Regions from separate parts of the Mus musculus genome. Here region 1 is linked to region 2. A link is a contact called in public HiChIP or PLAC-seq data. All regions are on one chromosome and are shown on one strand. Each heading gives the region's core, a stretch centred on a gene start, on an enhancer-like site or on the middle of the called end of the contact. The rest is flanking DNA. Distances are from core to core; before and after follow the strand shown. Region 1 holds the start of Gna11 (guanine nucleotide binding protein, alpha 11). Region 2 has its middle 25 kb from the start of Nfic.

Region 1 (4,376 bases), core at 628-3,127, 92 kb before region 2:
GGCCTGGCTGCTTGGAACCCTTTTTTGCCGACAATTTACCAGGTGATGATCCCTAACCCATGAATCCAAACAGAACAGCTCACAGGGGCTGGAGGGTAGTATGGCCCAGTGGTACCGTACTTGCTGTTCCTGCAGAGGACCCAGGTTTGGTTCCCAGTATCCACTGGGGGTTCACAGCCACCTGTAACTCCAGCTCCAGAGATGTGACACCCTCACAGGCAAGGAAAACATCAGTGCATGTAAAATAAGATTAAATTATTTTAAGAAAAGGAAACTATGTATGCACACAAAGATAAATGTGAACAGGCATCATGGCATATGCCTGTCATTCCAGCACTGGGATGGTCAAGGCTCAAGGGGTTGCGCCTATGAGCTGCAAGAGGAACTTTGACCACATTGGGCCACCCGGGAGCCCCTTGTCTGGGCCATGAACTCCTGGGGTGGGGACAGAGGCCCTGATAGGAGAGTTTCAGAGGAATAATCTCCCCACAACCCCAATCAGCTAGTAAATGAAGACTTTGACCCTCCCCTTGCCGTCTTATCTCAAGGCTGGGCAATCAGGCAGGGACTGGGACAGGAACGCATGCAGCACAGGCCTGACTTTCAAGTTCTTTGTAGTCTCTTATTATTGACACATGCCCTGATTGAGTGCTGACTGGGTACGCATGCCTCTTTCTGGAAGGTAGAAAACACTTCTCAGGTTTGTGAGTTAGTTTACACTTGGGGGACTCAGATTGACCCACCAACAGGGAACTTACCTGCCTGGTACATGCGGGGGGCGGGGGTGGGGTGGGTTCCACTCCAGCACATGCAAACCACATTCATGGGCGTTCACATGCACAACAACAGCGTAAATTGGTGCTTGGTATACAGCAGGCAGACTGTTAATAATGCTTATTCTTCACCTGCCAGTAAGCCTGGTTGACAGTATATATGTATGTATGTGTGTGTGTGTGTGCGTGTGTATATATATACACACATATACATATATACATATATGTGTATGTATATATACACACATATGTACATATACACACATATATGACATATGTATATATGTATATATATATATATACACACACATATATATATGAAATCAGGCAGCATATTAATAGGAGGTACTGTGCTGCATCAGCACATAGTACACAGTAGGAGCTATATACAATATGTGGTATACGGCAGGCACAGCATTCATATTTGGCATACGTTGTATATGTGAAAAACACTTGGTTTGTATACCCTATATTGAATGTGGCAGTTACATATGCGTGTTTCCTTAAGGCTTGGTATACAGTAGATGTGATATTAATGCCTGAGCTACCACAGGCTGCCGCATCAGTGTATACTCTACAGCAAGCATTGTGTTCATACTTGTGACCTGTGTGGTATTTAACGAGTGCTGCATGAATGTACTGTACACAGTAGGGCATGAATTTCTGCCTGGCACACGATAGGCCTGCTTAGGAATGGATGAGCGAGCCGGTCAGGGCGTTTTCTCACATCCGCAGGCGGTGACGGCCTCGCTCCAGAGAACTGCAGCCTCTCTCTTGGCGCTCTCAGCACAGCCTCGGGGAGCCGAGAGAAGCCGAGCGCAGCCGAGCGGCGCCTGCCCGAGCCGAGAGGAGCCGAGTGTAGCCGAGCGGCGCCTCCCCGAGCCGAGCCTCGCTTCGCCTCCCGAAAGGAACCGAGCTCGGGCTTCCGAGTCCTCCCCATTCCCACAATCCTCGGCGTCCGCGCCCAGCCGCGAACCGTTCAACCCCTTCCCACGTCGACGCAACCCCACGCGCGCTTGCGCTGCGCCCTCCAGACCCCGCCCCCGAGCGGCGAGGCCCCGCCCCCAGGCGATCCTAAAGTCCTGTCCCTGCGGCGCGCGCGCGCGCGCAGCCGTGCGGCCCCTCCCATTGGCCGCGCCGCCTGCCCGTCCCGGGGCCCGTGGCAGCGCTTCAGGTCCTCGGGCGCCGGCGCTCGGTGGCGACGGCTGCGGGTAGCGGCGGCGGCGGCGGCTGCGCTGCACGGCGCGGACGGTGGACGCGCCTCTGGGGCCGGGCCGTGGCCTTCGGGGAACCGGGAAGAGGTAGGGCCGGGCCGGCGGCAGCCGGAGGACCGCGACGATGACTCTGGAGTCCATGATGGCGTGTTGCCTGAGCGACGAGGTGAAGGAGTCGAAGCGCATCAACGCGGAGATCGAGAAACAGCTGCGGCGGGACAAGCGCGACGCCCGGCGCGAGCTCAAGCTGCTGCTACTTGGTGAGCTGCGTGCCCGTGCCGTGGGACCTCTGTCACGGGGACCGGGTGGGTGCACGGGGCATCCGGGCCTTGCCGGGGTCTCCGCGCGCGCAGGGTGCTGCAGCCGCCGCGGTCTCTGGTCCCCGGCGAGTAGCGCGCGGTGACAGTCGGGTGCGACCCCTTCAGACCGCTGCCCACGGCCTGTCGGGCCACCTCGGATGTCCTCGGGGCAACTAGTCAGCGCTGCCCTGCAGCGGTCAGCCCTTCCGGGATCGCTGCACCCTGAGCAGTGCAGGTGGCTTGGGCCTGTGGTGGCCAGCTTCTCCCGTGTGGTCCCCTGGGCTCAGCCTGTGCGACCCTTTGTGGCCAGCCTTTCTGTTATCCAGGCCTTAGATTCATTCGGGGTCAGCCTCCTGCCTCTGATATCTGTGGTGAGATTTTGCATCTGCTGGCCACATTGGGCCCCAGGACCCTGGGAGACTTGCTTTCTGTCGCTCCTGAGAATTCTTGCACGGAGGTGGCCCTTGGCCCTGCCGCACCAAGTAGGCTCTCTCCTTTCCATTGTCCCCACATAGCCTCCGGTGAGCCCTGTAAGCTGTCTTGCTCTCATGATGCCCCTTTGGATTACAGACTCCCCAAGACAGTTCCCAAAGGGTTGCACCCTCCTCTCTACCTCCAAGGACTATACACCCAAATGGTCCTGCTTTGCTTCTGGCTTGTTGCTTTCGTGGGTACTCCTCAGTCTCCCTCTCTTTTCCATAGATCCTCTGAATTCCTCCACATTGGAGTGGGTGGCTTTTCTTCTTTGGGCTTCTGTTGTGCCGGAACCCAGTAGGTTGACAGCAGTCAGCCTTGCAGCCTCCCTGGCCCTGTCCTGCCTCCTGGGGGTCCAGTCTTGTCCTCTCCACACCCCACCCACCCCAGGGAAGCTCAATGTGTGTCTGTCACTTCCTGGGGTTCTGACTCCTCAAGGCCCACCTGTTGCTGGGAGCCAGGGAGCCCAGGTCCTCTTGTTGTCACCCCAAATAAGAGCCCAAAATGAGGACAGGGTAGCCTGGGCCCTGTGGGGGTTTACAAAACAGACTGGGGAGCTCTGCCTGCCCCTCCCAGATCCCAGATGAGCTACATGCAGTTCAAGAATGGGGACCCAGGACAAAGGGTGGCCTTGGAGAACCTGAGGAAAGGACTGTGGGGAGCCTTTGACTAGGAGGGGTGGAGGGCAGTGATACTCCAATTGTCCCATGAGAGATGTCAGGTAGGAGTACACGCTGTCTTCTGTTGCTGTGGCCTGTGTGGTTCTCAGGGTCATGGAGCCTTGGTTACTTTTCTCCAGCATGGTGGGATTCCCTCAAAGCTCTATGCAGCTTTCCAGGAAGGATGGGATAAGAAGAGGACAGAGCAGCCCAGAGCAAACAGCAGTGGCCCCAGGGTAGTCATATGGGGGCCACAGTATGGCCCTAGCCCACCTCTGCAGGGGGTCAGCAGCTGCCAGGTAAAGATGACATTGGTTGGCTGAGCCCAATAGTGTGTCATCCCAGCTCTGTCCTGTCCCCAAAGCTGGCCTTGAAGTCCCCTCGGATTCAGGAGTGCTCCCTGGCCCTCTGTGCTATGGCCTGGCTAAGCTGACCAGCAGCTGAAGGACTCTGCATTGACCTGCACACAGCACCTTGCCTCTACCCAAGGCAATTTGGTTCTTAACTGCCACCTGTGCCCTCAGGGCACCTGTGTCTGCAGTCACACCCTTCCCACAGAAGGGTCCTGCGCCCGTTGTAGAGTCTGGGATTTGCTTTACAAGAGCAGAAGGGTAAAGGGAGGACGGGAGTGAGCATTGGGCACTGCTCAGGGTCTTGCTGTGAGGGCTTCCCGGAGGAGGTGACCATGACCTTGGTTCTCTAGCAGTCTCTTTGTCCCAGGTATTGGGGGTGGGGGTTCGGTGAGACCTGCTCCACCCTCCTGCAGGCTGCCTCATTGATTGGCTGTCCCTGATTTTACATCAGCTGTCTGGAGGGTGGAGACCCTGTGCCCTACCGCCTGAGGTGGAAGCAGGGCAGGGATTGCTCTTCTGGAGCCCTGCCCTCTGGAGCAGGCAGGGTCCCCCTGCCCCATTCCCCGAGTGGTCCTTTTGGAAAGAGCTCCTCTCTGTGTGCAGG
Region 2 (4,220 bases), core at 185-2,684:
CCTGGGGCAGGATGCAGTAATGGAGGAGAACACCATGACTGGGCAGAGGGAAGAAGGCTACAGGACTGTAACTTCGGGGAGGACTTGGGCTGTAACCCTGAGGGAAGTGGGAGATGGAAGTGATGGTAGAGCTGGGACTCACACTGGATCTTTTTGAAAGTCCCCTGGGTTCTGAGGGAGGATGCCCAGCTGGCAATGACATGGCATATGGGGAGGAGGGGGTTCTGATGAAGGAAGTGGGGTGTTTTCAGACCATGAATGGGTGGGAGAAGCCCAGCCCCAGCCCCAAATGAAAGAGGCAAGTGGATTTCTGTGAGCTTGGGGCTAGCCTGGTCTTGAGACAGTTCAGGACAGCCTGAGCTACACAATGAGGCCCTGTCTCAAAACAAAACAAAACAAAACACACAACAACAACAACAAAAACCAATATTTTTTTGGAGGTGGCTGGAGCGTGGGTAGTGAAGCATTTCCCCCAGCGTGTGCAAAGGCCCTAGAGTCACTGTAAAGAATAAAACAGGGACTGGAGAGATGGCTAAGTGGTTAAGAGCACTGATTGCTCTTCCAGAAGTCCTGAATTCAATTCCCAGCAACCACATGGTGGCTCACAACCATCTGTAATGGGATCTGATACCCTCTTCTGGTGTGTGTCTAAAGACAGCTACATATAAATAATAATATGTACTCATATAAATAAAAATAAATAAATCATTAAAAAACAAAAACAAACTTGGGAGGCAGAGACAGGCGGATTTCTGAATTCGAGACCAGCCTGGTCTACAAAGTGAGTTCCAGGACAGCCAGGACTACACAGAGAAACCCTGTCTCAAAACAAACAAGCAAACAAACAAACAAACAAACACAAACACAAACAAAAAACCAGAACTTCACGGAGAACAAGTGTGTGTCCAGCCAGAGAAAGGGGATTCAGCCCAGCGACAACCAGCATTCTTGTGTGTGCATTCCCTTGCAAGCCAGAGTGCCTGTGGAGGCTGGGGGCAGAGTTGACCCTTGGGGTTCGCCCTCCACTATCCACACATTACCTGCGAGGCAGGACCTCTGTTGCCTGGACCTCGCTGATTGGCCGTCGGGTCCTCCTGTCCCTGCCACCTCCCTTATTATTGACAGGAGCTGTGAGACTCGCAAACCTCCTCTGCGCAGCGCTGCGGGCCCTTCACTGACCTAGGATCTCTCTGGCGTCCAAGAAGTTTTACTAACTGCGCTTTACACGTGCGGCGACAGAAAGGGGAGGCGGTGACAGGCCACACTGTCCATGGTCCTAATGATTTGTTCAAGAACAATCCTGGCGGACTTTCCCTGCCTCAGTTTCCTCATCCACTAGAGTGGGGGTTGGGTGGGTGACGCGGTCTCTGTGAAGGGCTCTCCACCGGGTGACTCAGGAACTGTGTAACAGTTGCAGAAACCAGGCAGGAGGGATTGTGGTTAAATTCCAGAAGGACTTCCGCGGCGGCCGCCTTGATTGGGCACCGATTATGTGTCCTGGTGAAGCGGAGCGCCCGACGGATGAGTAGGGAGACAGAGTGGAGGAAGGAAGCTTTGGAAAAAGAGAGCCACCGGACAGAGGCTGCAAAGGCCCCAGGGCAGGATGGAGCCTGGCACCGGGAAGGAGCTGGGAGGAGACCCGAGAGGCTGCAGCACACGCATCCTGGGGCAGAGACAGAGGTTTTAGCAGGAGGCACTGAATTAGTTGTAGGGAGCACTGCAGGGGCAGGGAGCCATGGAGGACGGCAGACAGGTGGTGTTCCCTAGTTACCAAGTGGGTGCTTGCGCCTTCCGCTGCTGCCCTGCACCGCCCACCACTCCTGCGCCAAACTGGAGTGCAGGGTCCCTGGTCGCTGTCTCCCCAGCCCGCGCCCGCCAGGCCGCCGCCCACTCTGCCCACATCTGAGGCTCCGCGGAGCCGGACAGTCTGCTGCAAACCACGGAATGTTCCCCAGAGCGCCCGGCGGGATGTTGGGGGACAGAGGGAGGCGGGAGACCCAGTTGAAAGACAGAGCAGGGCCAAGCTGGGGCCATGGGGGCAGCGTTGACACCCACAGCCCCAGAGGCTAGGCACGGAGGATTCCATCCCTCAACATGCGGGAAAACATGGAAATGGAGTGGTGGATAGCTCACTGTCCTCGAGGAAAGAGCAGGAGACAGGGATTTGAACACAGGCCTTTGGGGGGACAGAAGAAGCTGGAAGTGTTGACTAAGCAGGGGTAGAGACCATCCAGCTAGTGTTGGGATCCTTTACATGAGGCAAGAAGACAATTGTCTAACTTAGAAGGCGAGCGAACCTTATAAGCCAACAGGGAACAGCATATCACCCACCGCAGCATCCAGCCAGCCATCTAGGGATGGGTGGGTGGAGTATGTATGGATGGATGTATGGATGGATGGATGGATGGATAGATGAGTGGATGGATGGATGGATGGGTGGGTGGGTGGGTGGGTGGGTGGATGGATGGATTGAATGAATAGGTGGGTGGATGGATGGATGGATGATGGATAGATAGATGGATGGATGCATGGGTGATATGCTGTTCCCTGTTGGCTTATAGGATTTGCTCACCTTGTAAGTTAGACATTTTCTTTTAGATGTTTCATGTAAAGAATCCCAATGCTAGCTGGGTGGTGGTGGCATATCCCTTTAATCTCAGTGTTTGGGAGGCAGAGATAGGCAGATCTTTGAGTTCAAGGTCAACTTTATCTACATATCAAGTTCCAGGGTAGCCACCGTTACATGGAGAGACCCCGTCTGGGAAAGAAAAATATTTTTCAGGAAAAAGGGAATCAGCTCAGTCGGTCCTTGTCAAGAGGTTGCCAGGCAGACCCTGGAGTTCTGCCCCAGGCCCCACATGCTGGAAGGACAGGAGGTGTCCTGTGACGGTCCTGTGGCAGCAGCAGTGACAGATGAATTTCACAATAGCAGCCGTGCCTAGATTGCTCCTGCTTCTCGTACCATGGATGTATGATCCAGCTCAGTGTGCAGCAAAGGCTCCACCTGATTCCAGCTCTACTTCTCCCAGCTCCCTCCTACTCCCTCTGCCTGCTGTGGGCACTCTCTGGGGTGACTGCCCCCCACACACTGGGCTTGAGACCCACCACAGAGAAAACAGTGGAAAATTAAATGCTGTCTGTGTGCTCAGGAGCAGCCGCCCCAGCCCATCTCCTAATGACCCGTTCCTGGGATTGTTCCCAGCTGGCGCAGCTGGGGTAAGGGCTCCCCCCCCCCAATGCCACCCAATTTGAGGGGCACAGGCGTTGCATCTGGAGGATGCAGGTGATGCAGCCTGTGGCCTCTGGGGAGTCAGAGGCGGGGATGTTGTCAGGGGTCTGAGGATAGACCCACTTGGGCTCTGTGTTTGTGGTTCCATCCAGTAGACTCTGCTCACACTGCCCCTACAGTCATGGTGCCATGTGGCCTCCAAGCTATGACCCCTGTGCCTTGTGTCCAGGTGAGGTGTAGAGTCAGCTCCTCAGGGGACCCTTCCTGTGCCGAGCTTGGAGAAAGAAATATCTAGGTTGTTGAGGAGCCCATATCTGTCTCCGTGGGCAGAGCACCTCGTGGTCATAGTGTCATCCCAAAGCCCAGGGGGCAGGGGCACGTCATCCTTGGCTACATACTGACTTCCAAGCCAACCTGGGCTACAAGACACTCATGTCCCAAATTGGGAGCTCCTGGATCCATGGGTGGAGGCCACAGACTAAGCTGAGCTCAGGATGCCCAAACCCCCTTAAATCAGAGTAAACAAAAGAAAAAAAAAAAAAAAGGCAACAGAAAAACAGAGGCTCCTAGGATGTTGTATACTTCACAAACTCCAAACATCAAAGTGTGAAGCCAGGCAGTGCTGGGAATTGAACCCAGGGCCTTTGTACACCACACCGTACCGAGATGTTAGATCTGTCCCCCACTAATTTTATGTTCAACTCGGGCAGCCTGCCTGGACCCCTGCAGCTGCATAGGAGCTGCTCTGTCTCATCCTGGGCAGTAGGGATTGCAGTCCGTTCAAACTGGCAGCAATGGGTGCAATGCTGGATGTGAACAGTAGAGGGCAGAAAAGAACTGCAAGTCGCCATAGCTGACCAAGGCTGCTGGGCAGGGTGCAGGGCACCAGGTGGGACAGCAGGTGTTTGCTGATGATTGCAGATGTCTGTAAGAGTCTGTAGGTGACTCTAGGTGAGCACAGGCGACTAGGTGACTATACGGAAGTTTTGTA

Evidence for each region. HiChIP or PLAC-seq counts read pairs in DNA pulled down with a chosen protein or histone mark.
Region 1: a contact with region 2 is called in an HNF4G HiChIP or PLAC-seq map of pancreatic cancer cells. The contact joins the promoter of Gna11 here to the enhancer-like site in region 2. A contact is called at or near these places in 7 of 39 promoter capture datasets (the C10 cell line, the HPC-7 cell line, embryonic stem cells and 4 more), 16 of 484 Hi-C or Micro-C datasets (B cells, the Ba/F3 cell line, the N1E-115 cell line and 5 more), 8 of 115 datasets of contacts at active chromatin or transcription factors (the 230-238 cell line, CD8 T cells, the SCID.adh cell line and 3 more) and 3 of 9 other capture datasets (adipose tissue, liver and pancreatic islet).

Annotation. Positions count from the first base shown.
Region 1 is chr10:81,542,663-81,547,038 of GRCm38.p6, reverse strand. It overlaps Gna11 (guanine nucleotide binding protein, alpha 11), which reads left to right and starts at 1,877. Exons shown (of 7, transcript NM_010301.4): 1 at 1,877-2,247. The coding sequence starts at 2,112.
Region 2 is chr10:81,450,180-81,454,399 of GRCm38.p6, reverse strand. No RefSeq gene overlaps it. Among named protein-coding and RNA genes, the nearest start is that of Nfic, 25 kb to the right of the region's middle. Within about 2 kb of position 1,434, at least 11 of the 459 cell types and tissues checked have an H3K27ac peak or open chromatin away from gene starts, as enhancers often do. A contact at or near this core is called in pancreatic cancer cells, where this site is marked.